Linked DNA regions of Sus scrofa: region 1 is linked to region 2. Evidence: chromatin contacts called from public Hi-C data. All regions are on one chromosome and are shown on one strand. The core of a region is the stretch at or near the end of the contact, and the rest is flanking DNA. Distances in the headings are between cores, read along the strand shown.

Evidence for each region. Hi-C and Micro-C count contacts between places; a contact is called where the count stands out from the background.
Region 1: a contact with region 2 is called in a Hi-C map of skeletal muscle, with 2.4 times the contacts expected there. The contact joins the enhancer-like site here to the promoter of SYNGR2 in region 2. A contact is called at or near these places in 2 of 5 promoter capture datasets (fetal liver and liver), 3 of 47 Hi-C or Micro-C datasets (embryonic fibroblasts, retroperitoneal adipose tissue and skeletal muscle) and 1 of 2 datasets of contacts at active chromatin or transcription factors (skeletal muscle).

What each region holds. Positions count from the first base shown.
Region 1 is chr12:3,903,217-3,908,018 of Sscrofa11.1, reverse strand. All of the region lies in intron 3 of TNRC6C (trinucleotide repeat-containing gene 6C protein), which reads left to right. Among named protein-coding and RNA genes, the nearest start is that of TNRC6C, 33 kb to the left of the region's middle. Within about 2 kb of position 1,933, at least 32 of the 83 cell types and tissues checked have an H3K27ac peak or open chromatin away from gene starts, as enhancers often do. A contact at or near this core is called in fetal liver and skeletal muscle, where this site is marked.
Region 2 is chr12:3,796,762-3,801,194 of Sscrofa11.1, reverse strand. It overlaps SYNGR2 (synaptogyrin-2), which reads left to right and starts at 1,532. Exons shown (of 4, transcript XM_021066554.1): 1 at 1,532-1,714; 2 at 3,593-3,830; 3 at 4,177-4,316; 4 at 4,403-4,433. The coding sequence starts at 1,616. It overlaps LOC110255960 (a long non-coding RNA gene), which reads right to left and starts at 837. Exons shown (of 3, transcript XR_002336959.1): 1 at 754-837.

The sequences.
Region 1 (4,802 bases), core at 684-3,183, 110 kb before region 2:
AGGAACAAACCTGAGTTGACTCTTGCCTCTGGAGCCATTAAAAGTGTCCATGACATTACTGACCTTCCAGTAACCATCACGATGCTTGCTGACAAAGAAGAACCCTTGTTTGACCAGTTGAGCTTTCGCTAGGTCTCACATCACCAGAGAGCAGCAATTTAAACCTCCCCCCCTTTCCTACCAAATTTTAGGTTCGAGGAGTTCCCGTTGTGGCTCAGTGGGTTAAGAACTTGACAATGTCAGTGAGGATGCAGATTCGATCCTTGACCTCGCTCAGTGGGTTAAGGATCCGAGGTTGCCACAAGCTGTGGTTCAGATCAGTGCTGCTGCAGCTCTGATTCGAACCCTAGCCCAGGAACTTCCATATGCTGTAGGTACAGCCCTAAAGAGAAAAACGAAACAAAGCAATTTCAGGTTCTGTCGGACCCTGTCGTGTTGGCTTCCTGCCATCTCCTTGTGAGCCCAGGCAGGGTGTCATTGGAGAGGCCCCACTGGTCTTGTAACAGTATTTAAGTCAGCGCTGATGGTGTGTTCTAGGGAACTGAGGCTTCCGATAGTAGCATGCAAAACCCAGTCCCCTCGGCCTTTAGGGTTCAATAATGCTGATGCGGAAGGGAAATCCAGTGAGTTTAAGCAAAAGCAGATTCTTTATATCGGGAGTCCAGTTCAAAATAAGGAAGTTTTCTAGCATCAAGGCAACTGTTCCCATTAATCGTTGATGCTCTGACTCCACCTGAGATCATCTCCCGGGGGTGACATCCCTCATGTGGGAACACGGTTCACAGACAGGCATGACCTGAGCCACGTGGACTGGCCTGGGCAGCTCCGGAGGGTCGGGGCAGGACCAGCCAGGCAAAAGTCCTGCCAGGTGAGGCAGGCCCCAGCCCTGTGGGAGAACTTGGTCTCTCTTCCATCACTGGCAGCCTCCAAAGAAACAATCGGGAGGCACCGTGGGTGGAAGGGTTCCCTGAGGGGTTCAGTCCAGCCCCGGTTCCAAGTTCTCTAAGTAACAACAGTTTGACCTGGCGGGGGGGGGGGGGGGGGGGGGGGGGATTGCCTTTCTAATAAAATAGTACAGGGGAAAATAGATGTTGAAGTTCATGTACTGATTTGGAGGGGAGCTCATTAAGCCAAGTGGCAAAGAATTTTAACTGGTGAGATAAGTGTTAGCAGTATGTAAATGTAGTGATTCATCCTATTAAGGCTCCGAAAAATGTCCTTACTTTCTGTTCAGACTGTGTTTTTGCCAGTCTGCAGCATAACTCCAGCTTGAAACACCGAGAGCTTTTATTATCTTTAAAAAAAATTCTTTCTCAATGTGCTAAAGGAAGAACAAATGTATTGTTTCGGTGGCTGCTTTGTACAGTCATAAACAGAAGCTTTAGTTAATATGCGGTAGTGTTTGCTACGTAGATCTTTTGTCGATAGAAGCAGGAAAGTAATTAAGAAGTTGGACACGTGCCATTTGCATATGGAGCTGATTTGGAAAATGATAGCTGGTGTTGGTATGCCAGCCGCTTAGGGGGTATTTAGGAAGAGTGGGAAAGAGGAAAGAAGGGAAAACAAAGGCGCGGGAAAGGGAAGTGGTTTATGTGCGTTCACCCAAATTCAGCCAGTAGGCAACACACCGTCGCTCTTCTGGCTGACTTTCAAAAAAGAAAAGTGGCTCTGGTGCTGCTTTAATTGGGTCCTGGAGTGAAAATGTCTGTGACACTGGAAAGAATTTAAAGAGGGAGGAAGATCCGTTTAGCGTCAGCTGCAATTAGATAACCAGAGCTTTCCAATCTTCGCCGCGGAGGCCTCCCCGGGTGGAAGGAGATGATGGGCTCGCTCAGGGCGTGGGAAGGGCACCGCCACCTCCTGCCGCGCCGCGCCTGCAGGGACGTCCTGGCCGCGCCACCCGAGACAGACGCCCGCGCGGCCCGCGCGCAAGGTAGCGGCCCTCCCTGCAGGTGCTTCTGCCCCAGCGAGGCGAGGGAACAAGGCTAGCCCGGCACAGACCACCGACGGCGCAGCTTCTCCCGGGCCGGGGGCCGGGGGCCGGGGCTCGGAGGGAACCGCCCAGACCGCGCGGGCCGTGGGGCGCCCGGCAGCCCGGCCCCGCTCCCTTCGGGCCCCGCTCCCTTCGCCGGCGGGGCAGACGCTCAAGATGGCGCCGTGGTCGGGCCCCCGCGCGCGCGCCCGCCTCCTTGCGCGCGCCCGCGGCCCCGGCCCGCCGGCGACCCCCGGGCTGCCCTGGCCCTTGGTGTGGAGCTGTTTGCTTTGCCCCCTTCTGTCCTTGTTGCAATAGGTTCCTAACCTGGAGGAAGCAGTCATTTTTTTCCTGTCACTTTGGAGAAAATCGGCAATAAGCTTAATTTTTTGGACACTTTCGTTATTGTTCTCAGAAAGCTTTCGCTCCCCTCTGCATTTACTAAGCATTTATGGAGGTTGGCAGATGAGATGTCTCGGAGTCGGCCCAGTGATGGAATTCTGAATTCAAAGTACTTTCTGCAGAAGATTTTCCCGCACAGTCAGGGCCGTGGAGAGGAGGCGTCTTAGGTTCTCCGAGCGGAAAACTCGGCTCCGCTCATCTTGCCCTTGAAAGCCAGCGGCGGGGAATGCGTGTCCTCAGTTAGCATTAGTCCGCGTGTTTCTGCCGATGGAGCGCGCTGGGGATTATTTCTGTAATGCACAGGTTGTTGTGAAACAGGCGGGGAGGAGCGGTCGCGGGCTGCGTGTCGGCGTTAGCGCTAATTAAGCACCCGCAGGCCTCAGTAGATCTTGTCAGCACCTCTCTATCTGATTCATTTGATACCTAATTAAAATTTTGCTTACCGTAGCTTTTGGAAGCTCTTTGTTAAATACTTTTTCTTGAAAAGTGTATCTTTACATGGTAACGTTTTGGAAGTTAAAAACAAGAAAGCTTTTCTCTTTTAAACCATGCTGTTTTATAATTTTTAGTATAATCACTTAAGACAATTTATGTTACTTAGATTTTTACAAAGACACCTGTTATTAGAATGTGTGAACCAGGAGTTCCTGTCGTGTGGCAGCAGAAATGAATCTGACTAGGACCCATGAGGTTGCAGGTTTGATTCCTGGCCTCACTCAGTGGGTTAAGGATCCAGTGTTGCCATGAGCTGTGGTGTAGGACGCAGACTCAGCTCGGATCCTGCGTTGCTGTGGCTGTGCTGTAGGCACGCAGCCGTAGCTCCAATTTGACCTCTAGCCTGGGAACTTCCATATGCCGCAGGTGCAGCAAAAGAAAAAGAAAAAAAAAAAGGAATGTGTGAACCATTTGAACAATAGAAAAAAGAGAACATTATACAGAAACTTCATTACTTTTCTCTTGTTAAGGCTTTTTAGTGGAAGTATTTTGGAAATAGAAGGTGGTAGTGGAAGAAGCACTAGCATTTCATTCTGGAGGTACTGGCTTCCATTCAGTCCCTACTGCTTATTGGTTACACACCTTTTCCAGGTGTGGCCTCTCAGCCTCTATTTGGCCATCTGTAAAACAGATATAATTTGTAAGGTTCAGTTAATTTAAGTGTGTGGAAATACTTGGAACTTCAAAATGCTGTGAAATAAGTGATGTCTTAGGGATATGAAGGATCCTATTTATAAACTCTCAAACTTGCTGCATATCAGATGCATGGATTTTAGCCTTTTTTTTTTTTTTTTGTATTTTTAGGGCCACTCTTGCAGCTTATGAAGGTTCTCAGGCTCGGGGTTGAATCAGAGCTGTAGCTGCTGGCCACAGCTACAGCCACAGCAATGCCAGATCCAAGCCACATCTTTGACCTACACCACAGCTCACGACAACACCGGATCCTTAACCCACTGAGTGAGGCCAGGGATCGAACCTGCATCCTCATGGATGCTAGTCAGATTCATTACCACTGAGCCACGACGGGAACTCTGGATATTAGCCTTTTTAAAGCTCCTGGACTATTCTGGAGAGTCCAGAATAACCTATAAGAGAATCCAGTCCTGGTTTACTTCAGAGCTTTCCTTTATTCCAAATACCTTTCCAGAAGTCAGTCATTTTACAAATCTCTTTCACATAGTCTTTCAGACTACAGTTCTTGAATTGATAACATAGACAAGAGATTTTGGTTTATGAAAACCATATTGTTCAAATATTTTTGAAGTCATAAATTCTAAGAAAAGTGGTGTTTGTTTTGTTTTGTTTTGTTTTGTTTTCTGTCTTTTTGCATTTTCTAGGGCCGCTCCCACAGCATGTGGAGGTTCTCAGGCTAGAGGTCTAATCGGAGCTGTAGCCACCAGCCAACACCAGAGCCACAGCCACGTGGGATGCGAGCTGCATCTGCGACCCACACTATAGCTCACGGCAATGCTGGATCCTTAACCCACTGAGCGAGGCCGGGGATGGAACCCGAAACCTCATGGTTCCCAGCTGGATTCGCTTCCGCTCTGCCATGACGGGAACTCCCAAGAATGGTGTGTTTTAAACAGAAAGAGACTAATAGTCTTAAAAATGTTAAAACATTTTCCTTTGGAGATTAATTCCAATGTCAGAATATGTGGTGGTGCTGGTGGCGGTGGAAGTGGTGCCACGGGCAGTGGTGGTGGAGAAGGTGGTTAGGACGTGATGATGGGGATGGTGGTGGTGGAGGAGGAGGCGATGATGCTGGTGGTGTGACGTGGTGGCGCCGAAGGTGATGAAGAGGGACAGGCGGCAGGAGAGCAGAGACTTTAGGGGTTCCCCAGAACAGAACTAATCCAACTGCTCCTCAGAGACTACAGTCTCCGTGGTGAAAGGGTGGTGAGCAGGTAAAGCCTAATTTTTCCTAAGTTAA
Region 2 (4,433 bases), core at 283-2,782:
CGGCCTTGGCTCCGGCCTCTTCCTCCCAGGTCCCGGTCCTCTCCAGAGGCCAGGCTTGGGGGTGAGCCAGGCCACTCTCTGAACCTGTTTCCCTTCCATGACACGGGGGCTGGAGACCAGAAGCCAGTGCCCGTCCTCCAGGTGATTCAGTGCCATCCTTTATTCCATGGGGTGACTGAGCCCCATGCCTCTTTTTGCCTGGGGCGCTGATGCATTTGGCACCATAGGATTTCTGGAGGCCTGGGGAGGCAGTGGTTGGGAGACATGCTGCCCTAACCTGGAGTTCGACTCCTCCGTCACCGAGGTTGGAACCAGAAGACACAGGCTGGTCTCAGCCCCCAGGAGAGGCCCAGTCCTTGCCCCGACAGGAGACACCGTTTGAATGAAGAAAAAGCCCACCAGGCTGGATTCTTGGGGTGCTGCTTTTCAGCAAACACACATGGTATTAGTTTGAGGCGTGGGATGGGGTGAGGGCTGGAGGGGGAAGAGGCGGGCCTCAGGAAGCAGGGGGCTCTGTGAGTAGCTGTTTGTCACAGTCCATCCAGGTCTGGAAAGAGGGTGGGGTAGAATGGAAAGCCTAGTGGCACCCACCCACCAAAGGCACTGCCTCCTCCCCCACCCGCTCCCCTCTTCCCTGGAGGCGCCCCATCAACTGGTGACCCAGTCCTTGGCTCCAGCACTCACCTCTCACTGTCTGGCTCCACTGGAGGATTCTGGGCCCTACCTGGCTGGCACCCCCTCATTAATCCTTACCTGCAACTAGGATGCCTGGAATTCCTCGCTGCTGAGTCAGCCTGAGGCCCCTGGAGAACCACCCCCTATCCCCCACCCCGACACTACCCACATAAACACACAAAAACCTTCCTGGGTTCAGACACGCGGAACTATTTCCGGAAAGAACTGGGTTAAACTCTGCCCCCTGCCTGTCACCTTGGGAACTTCGTTTCTGTCTCCAGGCCCTTTAGGAGTTTGGAAGTCTGAAGTCACACAGCCCTGCACGCAGCCTTGCGGCCCAGCCCTGCCTAGGAAGGATGGGGAGGGGCGGTGGGCTTGACCCCATCCAAGGCTTAGCTCCAGAGAGGAGAAAGGAGTGACAGGCCGGGCAGGGAGGGGTCCAGGCCGTGGCCTGGGGTTTGAGTAGGATGGGGAAGGAGTAGGGAGAAGTGTGCGGGAGACGGGGTTTGGGGCAGGTGGGACCCGCGGCTCAGGCGGGGCTTCCTGGAGGAGGAGGGGGCTGGAGCGCAGGGGCAAAGGTTGGATGGAGCAGAGGGGCGGGCCCTCCTTGCGACCCTCTCTTCCCCGGGATTCTCTAGCTCCCTTCCTGTCGCGCCGCAGGCCAGAATAGCGGGGGGACGAAACCCCGGCCGAGAGGTGGGCTGGACTACGAGCCCGCGGCCGCCGGACGGGCGTCGGCCGCTAGAAGCCCAGGCTGGGCCCTCGGGGTACCCGGGCCGCCCCTGGACCGCCGACCGCTGCGCGCTGCACTTTGCCCTCGGTCCCTGGGGAGGCGCTGGCCACGCCCCTGGGGAGGAGCCGGGCCGGGGGCGGGGCGGCCGGCTGGCTCCTCGGCGGTTCGGGGCGGTGGCAGCGGCGGCGGCGGCGCGGCGACGGCGACATGGAGAGCGGGGCCTATGGCGCGGCCAAGGCGGGTGGCTCCTTCGACCTGCTGCGCTTCCTGACGCAGCCGCAGGTGGTGGTGCGCGCCGTGTGCCTGGTGAGCCGGGGTTCGGGGCCGCGGGGACCCGACTTCATCGCCAGGCCCGGGGGAGGGGCTGCCGCGAGCCTTCGAGCGCGACAGGTGGTGGCAGCTGAGGCCTGGGGGTGGAGGCGGCGCGCGTGGGGAGGGAGAACGAGGCCCGGGACCCTCCACCCCCTCACCGCCGGCCCCCTAGCCTGGAGTTCCGCCCTCCCCGCCAGGGTCCCACCGCCCCCACGTCTGGGCCCCGGCGCGGGGTGGCCAGGAGGCCCGCGGCGAGCAGGCCCGTCGCCCTGCTGGCGGTGGGAGGAGTTTGGGACTGCTCCAGGACAGGTGGCCGGCACGCTGCTGCTCCCCGTTTGGGGGAATTCATCAGGAAGGGGCTTTCTGAAGCCACGTGGGGTGCGGGGGCGGGGGAGCGGTTGCAGCCTGGTGCCCTGAAATAGGGTCGGTCTTCCACTCGAGAGCAGCCCATGGGTCTGCTTCCCCACCCGAGATCAGGTGACTCCAGGATGTTCCCCTTCCTGTGTCGGCTGGGCCAGTGCTCAGGCAACAGGTTAACCGGGGGCTGGGGAGGGGGGTGAGGGGCTGGTGGGCGGTCCCATGCTCTTGGATAACCCGAACCCAAAGCTGGGCAAGGTGTTGGCCAGTGGGCAGGCAGAGGGCTGGTGTGCAGTGCCCACACCACACCTGCCTGGGACTGGAGCCTGTGCTCCCAGTGACACCCTCACCCCCGCCCTGCCTGACTGTGGGGTCTGACCCCAGGAGCGGATGCCCCGGTTTCGGGATGGCAGTGCCAGGAGTCAGGCTGGCACACTCCTCCCAGCATCCAGAGTTCCGGCTTCATCCCCAGCTGGGGGTGGGGCATGTGACTGCCAGCTCCAGAGCCTATTGAGACGGCCTTGTGCAGGCAAGCAGGGCAGGCGGGGGAGAGGCCTGGGCCTGTCCCAGAGGGAGCCGGTGTCCACACGGTCCTGCATCCTCCGACATAAAGCAGGTTGGGTGATGGCCTTTAACTCTGGGGAGGAGACAGTCGAGGTGAGGCCGTTCCCAAGGGCCGGGAGCCCCTCTCAGAGTTCTGGCGGGTGTGTTCCCTCAGGCCCCGCCCAGTACCTCCAGGGGTGTCCGTAGGCCTGCGGGGCAGACCAGCCTGAGGTGTGTCCTGTGTGGGTGGGACGCCAAGAGCGAGAAGCCACCTGGGGTTCCCTGGGAGGACAGGGGCCAGGATGCCAAAGCAGCCAGATTCCCGGTAGGAAAAGAGCTGGCCAAACTGGGGAGGCCAGCCTGGAGCCAGGAAGAGTCAGAGGGGGGCTCTAGGAGGTGGGGGTCTGGGGACACAGCTCAGCTCCGAGGGTGCTGGCATGGCTTTCCTGAGGCGAGAGGAGCGTTTGGGCAGAGGTGACTCAGGCGGGTGATCAGGGGTGAGACTCGGGCTTTGGCTTCTATGGCTTTGTGACACATCCTGTTTAGACCTCTCTGAAAGTGGGAGTGGGCCCGGGGGGGCGCATCACGCTTCATGCTCACTAAGCGCCTAACCACCCTAACCCAGCCCCCAAGGCAGAGGGCTGGGTGGGGCAGTCCCCGCCCAGGAGATCCCCGGCCACTCCGCACTGTCCCCGCTCCAGGCTTCGGTTTCTATGACTTCGTGACACATGCTGTTTAGAACTCAGTGAGAGCGGGAGTGGGCCTGGGTGGGCGCATCGCCCTTAGTCCGGCCATGCCCTTGGTGACAGGTGTCCGGAGATAGCCGGGGAGAAGGGAGAGACAGCACCAGCAAGCAGCTCCCCAAGTCCAGGACGGGCTGCGACGCTGACCTCCAGCAGGAGCTCAGAGGCCAGTGTCCTCTGCTCTCCACGAGGGGTTTGGCCCTCAGCCCTGCCCCCGCCTGCCCCTCAGGTCTTGGCCTTGATCGTGTTCTCCTGCATCTTCGGGGAGGGCTACAGCAACAGCCACAAGTCCGGAGAGCAGTACTGCGTGTTCAACTGCAACGACGACGCCTGCCGCTATGGCAGCGCCATCGGGGTGCTGGCCTTCCTGGGCTCCGCCTTCTTCTTCGTGGTGGACATCTATTTCCCCCAGATCAGCAACGCCACTGACCGCAAGTACCTGGTCATCGGTGACCTGCTCTTCTCAGGTACCTGCTGGTAGCATCCGTTTGATCTTGGGGTGCAGGGGAGCAGCCGTGTTCCCGAAAGCTCTAGGGCACCGTGACTGTGGGGCTTGGGAGGTGTGGGGGCAGCCCCCGGGTCCCCAGACCTCTCCGGCAGATAGGCTGGCACACAGGGTTTCTGACCATCTGCCGAAACCCACTGGTGCTGAGTGGGGCTTGGAGCCGGGGCTCCTGGGGGGGCGTCCTGGGCCCCACTCTGCCTTCGGCATCAGCGCCTTTCATCCCTGGCGGCGTCTCCTTCCCAGGAGGCCCCTGCCCTCCTGCCTCCTCCGTGGAGCTAACCCTGCCCGGCCCCCGGCCCCCTCCCCAGCTCTCTGGACCTTCCTGTGGTTCGTTGGCTTCTGCTTCCTCACCAATCAGTGGGCAGCCACCAAGGTGGAAGATGTGCTGGTGGGAGCCGACTCGGCCCGAGCAGCCATCACCTTCAGCTTCTTTTCCGTCTTCTCGTGGGTACGTGGACCGCAGCGGGCTGGCCCGGCGTGTCTCTGTGCAGGGGTGGCGGGGGGCAGGAACCCAAACCCTGGGGCTCTCTGCAGGGCCTGCTGGCCTCCCTGGCCTACCAGCGCT